Linked DNA regions of Xenopus tropicalis: region 1 is linked to region 2. A link is a contact called in public Hi-C data. All regions are on one chromosome and are shown on one strand. Each heading gives the region's core, a stretch centred on a gene start, on an enhancer-like site or on the middle of the called end of the contact. The rest is flanking DNA. Distances are from core to core; before and after follow the strand shown.

Region 1 (4,942 bases), core at 1,781-4,280, 68 kb after region 2:
GCACTGTGTATGGGGGGGCTCTGTGTATGGGGGGCTCTGTGTAAGGAGGGCTACTGTGTATGGGGAGAACTGTGTATGGGGGGACACTGTGTAAGGATGGCTACTGTGTATGGGGGGGGCACTGTGTATGGGGGGGAACTGTGTATGGGGGGGGACACTGTGTAAGGAGGGCTACTGTGTATGGGGGGGCACTGTGTATGGGGGGGAACTGTGTATGGGGGGGACACTGTGTAAGGAGGGCTACTGTGTATGGGGGGGAACTGTGTATGGGGGGGAACTGTGTATGGGGGGGACACTGTGTATGGGGGGGAACTGTGTATGGGGGGGACACTGTGTAAGGAGGGCTACTGTGTATGGGGGGGCACTGTGTATGGGGGGGAACTGTGTATGGGGGGGACACTGTGTAAGGAGGGCTACTGTGTATGGGGGGGAACTGTGTATGGGGGACACTGTGTAAGGAGGGCTACTGTGTATGGGGGGGGGAACTGTGTATGGGGGGACACTGTGTAAGGAGGGCTACTGTGTATGGGGGGGGAACTGTGTATGGGGGGACACTGTGTAAGGAGGGCTACTGTGTATGGGGGGGGCTACTGTGTATGGGGGGGCACTGTGTATGGGGGGGGCACTGTGTATGGGGGACACTGTGTAAGGAGGGCTGCTGTGTATTGGGGGCACTGTATGGGGGGGCACTGTGTAAGGAGGGCTACTGTGTATTGGGGGCACTGTATGGGGGGGCACTGTGTAAGGAGGGCTACTGTGTATGGGGTACTGTGTATGGGGGGCACTGTGTATGGGGGCACTGTGTATGGGGTACTGTGTATGGGGGCACTGTGTATGGGGGGCACTGTGTATGGGGGGCACTGTGTATGGGGGGCACTGTGTATGGGGGCACTGTGTATGGGGGGGCACTGTGTAAGGAGGGGCACTTTCTATGGGGGCATTGTGTATGGAGGGTACTTTCTATGGGGTGCTTTCTATTGGGCCATCGTGGGCACTATTTTAACTATTTTAAAAATGGGGTGTGGCAATTGGGGCGTGGCCAAAAGATTTTGCCGCGCTGCGCGCGGCAAGTCTTTTTGTCCCTCTTTTCATTTTTCAAATGTTGGGAGGTATGGTATACAAATAAATATAGAAGAGCAATAGATCCTTGTTGTGATTAGTAGAAAGCTCCCTGGGCTTTGCATTGCTATTGCCCTTGTATGTGTAACACACTGGGGAGCTGGGATCACAGGTAATTGGGACCAGAGGTGGCCTGGTGGTTGGGGAGCCCATATATAATGGTGGTGGCCTTGGTGCAACAGCCCCAGACGCTTAGCACAGGGTGCTTAAAGCAAAGACAACTTTAATATAGGCATATAGGCAGGCACTCTAGGATCTACACAGGGGTCGCAAAATTAAAAAATACTTTTATTCAAAGCTACATAATCTCCATAAACCCTACGCATTTCATGCCCAAGGGGCACTTAATCGTGGGCTGACTAAATGCCACTTATGGAGACTAATGTACCACTGATTATCTAACCCACTGGCTAGATAGTGGTCAGGGTGGCCCCATGTATGGGCCAATAAGCTGCCAATTTGGTCCGGAGAAATAGGAATAAGCAGCTTATATCAGCCAAGGTACGGAAAACCCAGAAATTCCCCATGCATACCCAGCAGGGTCGGACTGGGCCACCGGGACATCCGGAAAATACCTGGTGGGCCCCAGACCGACCCTATTGCAGCTTCCTCTGGCCTCCAATGTCCTCCCGTGACAGGTTTCACATACATGCATTCAGGGGAGGACATTGGACAGGGGCCTCTGCAAGGGGGGGGGTAGGGGTGCGCCCGGAGGAGGCACCTTGGGGGGTGCGGAGCCCCATTGGGCCCTGCACCCCCCAGTCCAACCCTGTTGCCCAGTGCAAGGAGTTATGTCTTAAAAAAAACTATTGTTTCCCCCCAACTGGAGTCCAGGCTCCATTAGGCCGCACCTCTGGTGGGGGAAACAATATAGGGGTGATAGGTGCCCTTCAAGCCGGCCATACATGTAAGGATTTTTCTCTGACCAATTTCAGCACAATCTTACAAAACGGTCAAAAACACATAACGATCATTCTGAGGTTTAAACATTTTCATTGTTAATGAGCTGATGATTGAATATACAAAGTATGATCATTATATCAGCTGGCAAATAGTCCCTGTACCTGAGCTGCCATTCCAGGTGGGGGAAGCAACACTGACAGCTGTGAGTAGGCAGTAGCTGCTGCCAGTTAGGGCACTCATCCCCTCACCACACATGCCCTATTACTTCTAGTGCAGAAAAGTGCCCCAATATGGCTGCTAGCTGCTCTTATAGGGGGGGGGGGGAGTCAGTACGCCTCTAGTTACACCACTGCTTGAACTAAAGCTTTTAGACAATTTCATAATTTTTAACTTCACTTTAACTTTAATTAAAAAATAAATCAAAGACACATACATGTTACTATTCACATGTGCATTGTGTTTCTATGAACAAAGGGGATATATCCACTTTACTATACACCGTGCCGCACACACCTAGCTGCACAACTTTCCCTCTCACAGAGGAACCATTCCCCACAATTCCTTGCGCAGCTCCAAGCCACAGCACAGACAAATAATTTCCCACAATTCCTTGCGCCAGCTCGAAGCCACAGCACAGACCAACAATTCCCCACAATTCCTTGCGCAACTCGAAGCCACAGCACAGACAAATAATTTCCCACAATTCCTTGCGCCAGCTCGAAGCCACAGCACAGACCAATAATTCCCCACAATTTCTTGTGCCAGCTCCAAGCCTCAGAGCAGTAATTCCCCACAATTCCTTGCGCCAGTTCCACAACACAGACCAATAATTTCCCACAATTCCTTGTGCCAACTCCAAGCAACAGTAGTTCCCTACAATTACCTGTACCAGCGTCAGGCAAGCTCTCCCCGTACGTCACTTCCTGTTACTCTGCGGTTTCCATGGGCACCGTTATTGGCTGGGAAGTAGCGGTTACCTTGGCAACCAGACAACACTGAAAGAGTGTGGAGCGCTGCAGGCAGAGAGCAGACATGGTGAGGGGCAGGTGTCTGTGTGTATAGAAATAGTCTGTGTGTGTGAGTCTTATGGTGCTTATGTACTGTATATTACACTAATTAATATGTGTTGTGGGTCTCTCTGTATATATGGTGAGTACTATATACATGTATATTAGCTATGAGGGGTCATTTATAATGCCCCTGCTCTGCCATTGTACTTGTGAACTGACATTTGTGCCTGCGAAGGGTTAATGTGTGACTCCCTAAGGGGCATAATAATAATATAGTGAATAGTACCCCCTATTGTAACATATAGGGATATTATAAGGCACAGAGGGGTTCCATGGCCATATAAAGGTTATTTGTGGCTCCTGTACATTATATAGTGAATAAAGTACCCCCTATTGTAACATATAGGGATATTATAAGGCACAGAGGGGTTCCATGGCCATATAAAGGTTATTTGTGGCTCCTGTATATTATATAGTGAATAAAGTACCCCCTATTGTAACATATAGGGATATTATAAGTCACAGAGGGGTTCCATGGCCATATAAAGGGTATTTGTGGCTCCTGTATATTATATAGTGAATAAAGTACCCCCTATTGTAACATATAGGGATATTATAAGGCACAGAGGGGTTCCATGGCCATATAAAGGTTATTTGTGGCTCTTGTATATTATATAGTGAATAAAGTACCCCCTATTGTAACATATAGGGATATTATAAGGCACAGAGGGGTTCCATGGCCATATAAAGGGTATTTATGGTTCCTGTATATTATATAGTGAATAAAGTACCCCCTATTGTAACATATAGGGATATTATAAGTCACACAGGGGTTCCATGGCCATATAGAGGGTATTTGTGGCTCCTGTATATTATATAGTGAATAAAGTACCCCCTATTGTAACATATAGGGATATTATAAGGCACAGAGGGGTTCCATGGCCATATAAAGGGTATTTATGGTTCCTGTATATTATATAGTGAATAAAGTACCCCCTATTGTAACATATAGGGATATTATAAGTCACAGAGGGGTTCCATGGCCATATAAAGGTACAAAGCCGAAGACTGAGTGCTTTTATACAGGTCATAGAACGCCTTAGTGACTTATAATATCCCTATATGTTACAATAGGGGGTACTTCATTTATTATAATACACAAGTTTAGTGAGTCATGTGACAGAAATGGCATCACTAAGCTCCGATTATAACTGATGACATCACTAAGCACCATTTATAAGGATATAATTTAAGGTTTGGTCCCATAGGGAAGTGACCAAACTGTATATAAAAATAATAATGACCTAAGACTACAACATATTGCTGTATACAGTACATTTGATCTGAACAAAAGTTGTTTTTTATTTATCTACAAGATGCAACAATAATAATTCCTCTTTGTACATTTTTGTTTGGGACAAAATGCATTTAAAGACCATAGTGATGTTATGACCCATTGGTAACGTTAATCACAGATGTAAATATCCCCATTTTTGTACTGCCAGCCACTATTACATTTGCCAGGGATTCCTCTGTGGGTATATACCCGGTGAGCTAATGTAACGATCACGTTTCGTTAAAAGAGATGTGAGCATTTGTGCAAGTCTACTCCTAGCATTAAAAGAGACATATAGAATAAACAAAAAAAATCTCTAATCTCGTAGACAGTTATGAATAATATATGGTCCTGGTTTCACTTTGGGACAGAAATTAATCCTATCTGTAAAAATGGCCCCTTTATTGGAGCTCCCTATAGATCCTCTCAGGTCCCTGTCTGTGTTTCAAATGAGGGGTGGGCGTGTCCTATGGGTCCCTGCTAGAAGCATATTAGGAGGGGGATAGCCAATCACAGCCCTGCACTCACACGATCAAAGACAGGCTTCAGTTCCCTATCAGGTTGAATGCTGCCA
Region 2 (4,756 bases), core at 2,067-4,566:
AATGCATTACAGAGACTGTAAGGCCTGGGGGGGGGGGGTCATACAAGTATGTGGGGTCCTTAAACAGGCTGGGGGGCTGTATAATCGCTAGTGGCCCCTGCGGATGGACCGGCCTGCTTTACATCATGGGGAATTTGAATGAAGCATTTCCTAGAAATGGCAGCCCCCCCGTTTCAGTCTGCAGAATAAAAACAACAGAGAGTAATTTTGCACTAACAATCCCCCGAGTTAGCGGATTCCAGTTTTTCCCAGTACTGACCCAGATACAGAGATTGGATTGTTTGTACTTCCTGATCTGTGGGCTGCTCTCTTCCCCGTGGTCGGCAGGAACCTTCCCCTGAGTAGGTAAATTCAGGCTTCTCTCAGTTGTGACCCAGGTATAGTGATTACATTCTCAGTGCTTCCTAGTACAGAGATTCATTTCCCAGTAATTCCTGATCCGTGGGCTGCTCTCTTCCCTATGATCAGGCAGGACTCTCCCCTGAGTAGGGAACCCAGTCTTTTCCCAGTACTGACCCCTCTACAGAACCTGAATTCTCCTGGTAGAGCAATTTCATTTTCATTACTTTCTGATCCTGCTCTCTTTCCCATGGTCAGGCAGGAACCTCCCCCTAAGGAGGGAATCCAGGCTCCTCCCACTACTAGTCCAACTAAAGAAATGGATTCTTAGTACTTCCTGATCCTACGCTGCTCTCTTTCCCATGGTCAGGCAGGAACCTCCCCCTAAGGAGGGAATCCAGGCTCCTCCCACTACTAGTCCAACTAAAGAAATGGATTCTTAGTACTTCCTGATCCTACGCTGCTCTCTTTCCCATGGTCAGGCAGGAACCTCCCCCTAAGGAGGGAATCCAGGCTCCTCCCAGGTGTAGACGCTTCTCACTGCTTCCTGGTAGAGAGATTGAATTTTCGGTACTTCCTGAGCATTCACTGCTCTCAACCATTGTCAGGAAAGAACCCCCTTCTGTGAAAGTGAATCCAGGCTCCTCCCACTACTAGTCCAACTAAAGAAATGGACTCTTAGTACTTCCTGATCCTGAACTGCTCTCTTTCCCATGGTCAGGCAGGAACCTCCCCCTAAGAAGTGAATTCAGGCTCCTCCCACTACTAGTCCAAGTAAAGAAATGGATTCTTAGTACTTCCTGATCCTACGCTGCTCCCTTTCCCATGGTCAGACAGGAACCACCCTCAGGGATATAAATGCAGGCTTTTCCCAGTGAAGATATTGGGTATCAGCACTTCCTGATCCTGGGCTGCTCTCTTTCCCATGGTCAGGCAGGAACCTCCCCCTAAGGAGGGAATCCAGGCTCCTCCCACTACTAGTCCAACTAAAGAAATGGATTCTTAGTACTTCCTGATCCTATGCTGCTCTCTTTCCCATGGGCAGGCAGGAACCTCCCCCTAAGGAACCACCTGGGGGAAAAGGAATGCAGGCTCCTCCCAGTAAAGATATTGGGTATCAGTACTTGGGCTGCTCTCTTTCCCATGGTCAGGCAATGGCAGGGTATGGTGTATATTGGGATACAGACACTTCTTCTCCTACTTTTGGGTGAATATGGCCAATAGAGCGGCAGCACCCCGTCCAACCATTCTCTAGGCAAGGGCTTTGATATGATTTTGGATGGGCTGGGTTTGAGTTAAGATGGTGTGATTAATGGGGGCCAGACTTATCCTACAGTCCCCAGAGGTTGGGGCAGAGGGGGGGCCCATACCATACCCCAGGTGCTGCTGGTTCCTACCCACGATATTGGGTTACTTTAGAGTTGGTGAATAGGTCACATTGTCACAAGTTGTTTTCCGCATTTGATTCCCTGTTGTGTTCTCATAACCTTCCAGATACACCAATGGTCTTCTCCCAACCCAAGAAAGCTTCTCCTTCACAGTAAGTGTCTCCATGCCCATGATGTCACCTCCTGTCCACTCATCTCATGCTTAAAGTCTCTGGCATTTTCCATGAGTGCCTCCCCCATCGAGTGCTCTCTCTCTTTTGGGTACAACTGTAGAATACTTAGTGGGATGGCCTATCAGGGGGGGTAAAGTGAGGTGGGTTGAGGATGCTCTGTGTAAGTTGTATGTATCATGGTGTCTTCATGATCAAACTCATGGTGTCTTCTCACTACAACGCACCTAGAACCTGTACTAGGGATGGACTCAATCCTTGTGTTGCCCCGTTCACCTCTGAATCCAATGACAACCAATTAAAATGATCCAACAAATACCCAGATACCACCAGGAGTGGGTGACTGGATCTAATAAGCCCTTGGCAGCTAACCTTCTCTTGGTTGAAGACCACCAACTTTTGGATTTGATGGTCACCAAGCCCATAAGTAGGGCCACCTAAAAACCATTCTTGGTATCGATACGTCTCCAAGGTCAATGAAGGATTGAATCCATCCCTAATATATCGGTAATAGATACATGGGCGGATATGTTCAAAGATGGCGATATGTTCTCTACCAGCTTTGTACATATCACTGCGACAGTAGCCATATTTTCACCCCCCCCCCCCCTCTTTTTAATGGTTCTTTTGGATTTAGGGAGGTATGAATGACTTTATTTGTTGTTTGTGTCCCCCAGAAATTCTAATGGCTCTAACAGCCCCGACAGTCTTATGAGGGTCAAGCTACACGCGTCCCCCTATAATAGCCTGCGCCGGTCTCTACAGGTGGCCGACAGACCGGGGAACAGCGTGGGCATAACCGCCGGCGGAAAGTACACCATATACGAGTCTCATATCGGAGATGCCCTGCCCTTGGAAAGGATCAGCCGAGGGCCAGACGGTCGCTTTGTGGTGGAGACCGAGATGTCGTCTGGGAACCTCAGAGGCTTCCCGTATGTAACCGAAACCGACCTGTACCCAGAATTCAATGCTAGGGATTCGTCAGACCTGAGTCAGTGCTCACAGGTCAAGACATACCTGCAAGCTTGCCAGCTGCCTGAGGGGGGCGCAGTGTCATGGAGGGATGACGTCAAGATGAGACCCCAAGCTACAGGCCAGGCCAGAAAGGAGGCCAGAGATTCTGGGTACCGCCGAGGAAGGTACTTTGGCTGCAGCAGTAGCCCCCTGGAAGAAGCCATACCTTTCCGCATTTCAAACATCAGCCCCGTGACGTCCTCTGTGCCCCTTCCCTACGCTAACATCGAGGAGGCCCGATGCAGAGATTCTGCCCAGGCCGAAGGGGACCTAGAAAGGACCATTTATACCCTCAAAGGTTCCGAACATGACGGTTACTCAGCGCTGAGCGGCGTAGGGAGAGAACCGTCCTCGTTGTTACAGAAGCCACTAGGGGGCAACGAGGCAGAGAGTCGCCTGAGGCACAGCCTGTCCACTCAGAGCGGCATTCTGCAATACCTCAGCCTCCCTTTCTTCAAGGAGATGAGCGTGGACGGAGAGTGGCCCGCTGAGGAGGACAAACACCAGACTAAGAGCTCCGAGCACAATTCCCTGGGGGCCGCCGAGCAGGACCCCCCGAGTGCAGTAGCTCTAGAGGATAGGACGTTAATGGACGTGGAAGGAAGGAGTGGGGTTCGGAATCTAGAGACCCCGTGCGTTCCCCACACATTGTTGCCTCTTGATTACGTTACTAGTAAGCAAGAGCTATCCGTGCCTGGAAAGTCCTTCTTGAAACCCCCGGAGCCCAACTTGGGGCCCGCTAAAGCTGTTCTGCCAGGAAGCTTCATGTGGGCTCACCCCCCCGAGAACTCCGAGCGTTTAAAGGTAGGCCAGAGAGCGCCCTGGGGGGCCGGAGAAGTTCCCTTGGACAGCAGAGCCGAGGGCCACTTGCCTTCTGACTGTGAGTGCCCGCTGAAGGACCAGCCCCTCTCAGTGTTCACCGACTTCCAGGCCCTGGATAAGCAACGGGCGCCGTTGGACAAATCTCTCTTTCTGCACGGCTCCGAGAAAGTGATGAGGAGTAGCCTCACCAGTCAGAGCAGTGGCAGGGGGAGCGTGTCCTTCCTCAGGCCCCCCTCACTGGCACAATCTGTGGGGGGCAGCTACCTCAACTCACCGCTAGGTGAAACATCCAGCTGGCACAGTGGCGGCGGATCCCAGGGATCGAGTGCCGACGACTACAGGCACAGAAAGGATTCCCTATTGGCCACTATAAGCAACAGGTGAGGTAGGGGGCTGATAACCAATTCGTTTCCTCTTCCTATGCCTGCCCCCCCCCCCCATATGCATTCATACAATTTAAAGGGGAAGTCCTACGTCTATTGTTCTATGCAAATGATTCTCAACCTGTGGGTCCGGACCCCTTTGGGGGTTGAACAACCCTCCGATGGTCTTAGGAATAATTTTATGGTTGGGGGTCACCACAACATGAGGAATTAAAGGGTCGCGGCATTAGGAAGGTTGAGAACCACTGTTCTATGCAATGTGGCACTTAAGCCACATAAGGTGGGCAAGTCACCTGACTGATGATATCCTATATTAACTTCCCGTGCCTTTGTCCATAGGCGGAACACGTCAGTGGACGAGAATTACGAGTGGGACTCGGAGTTTACTTTGGAAGCAGATTTGCTGGACGCCCTACAGGTTTACCGCAGCACTAACGGAGGCCGGCCCATCTCCACTGTCGAAGAGGGAGAGGTGAAAAGGCAAAGTGAGTTGTACTAAATACCCTATTTATATGGGGGGGGTTCTGTTATTTTATCCTTAAGGTCACCACTGCGGATCTTCTCCCGATATCCCCACCTACGGGTGGGCGATATCGGGAGAATCCAGGCTAATTAGATCGTTTGGCCTTGGGGCAAAGTC

Evidence for each region. Hi-C and Micro-C count contacts between places; a contact is called where the count stands out from the background.
Region 1: a Hi-C map of gastrula embryo shows a contact between it and region 2, with 4 times the contacts expected there. The contact joins the promoter of cfap45 here to the enhancer-like site in region 2. A contact is called at or near these places in 5 of 5 Hi-C or Micro-C datasets (brain, gastrula embryo, liver and 2 more).

What each region holds. Positions count from the first base shown.
Region 1 is chr8:138,463,465-138,468,406 of UCB_Xtro_10.0, forward strand. cfap45 (cilia and flagella associated protein 45) reads left to right here and starts at 3,031. Exons shown (of 12, transcript NM_203932.1): 1 at 3,031-3,057.
Region 2 is chr8:138,395,320-138,400,075 of UCB_Xtro_10.0, forward strand. It overlaps igsf9 (immunoglobulin superfamily member 9), which reads left to right. Exons shown (of 20, transcript NM_001097171.1): 17 at 1,834-1,879; 18 at 2,575-4,113; 19 at 4,456-4,601. Among named protein-coding and RNA genes, the nearest start is that of igsf9, 38 kb to the left of the region's middle. Within about 2 kb of position 3,317, at least 2 of the 11 cell types and tissues checked have an H3K27ac peak or open chromatin away from gene starts, as enhancers often do. A contact at or near this core is called in gastrula embryo, where this site is marked.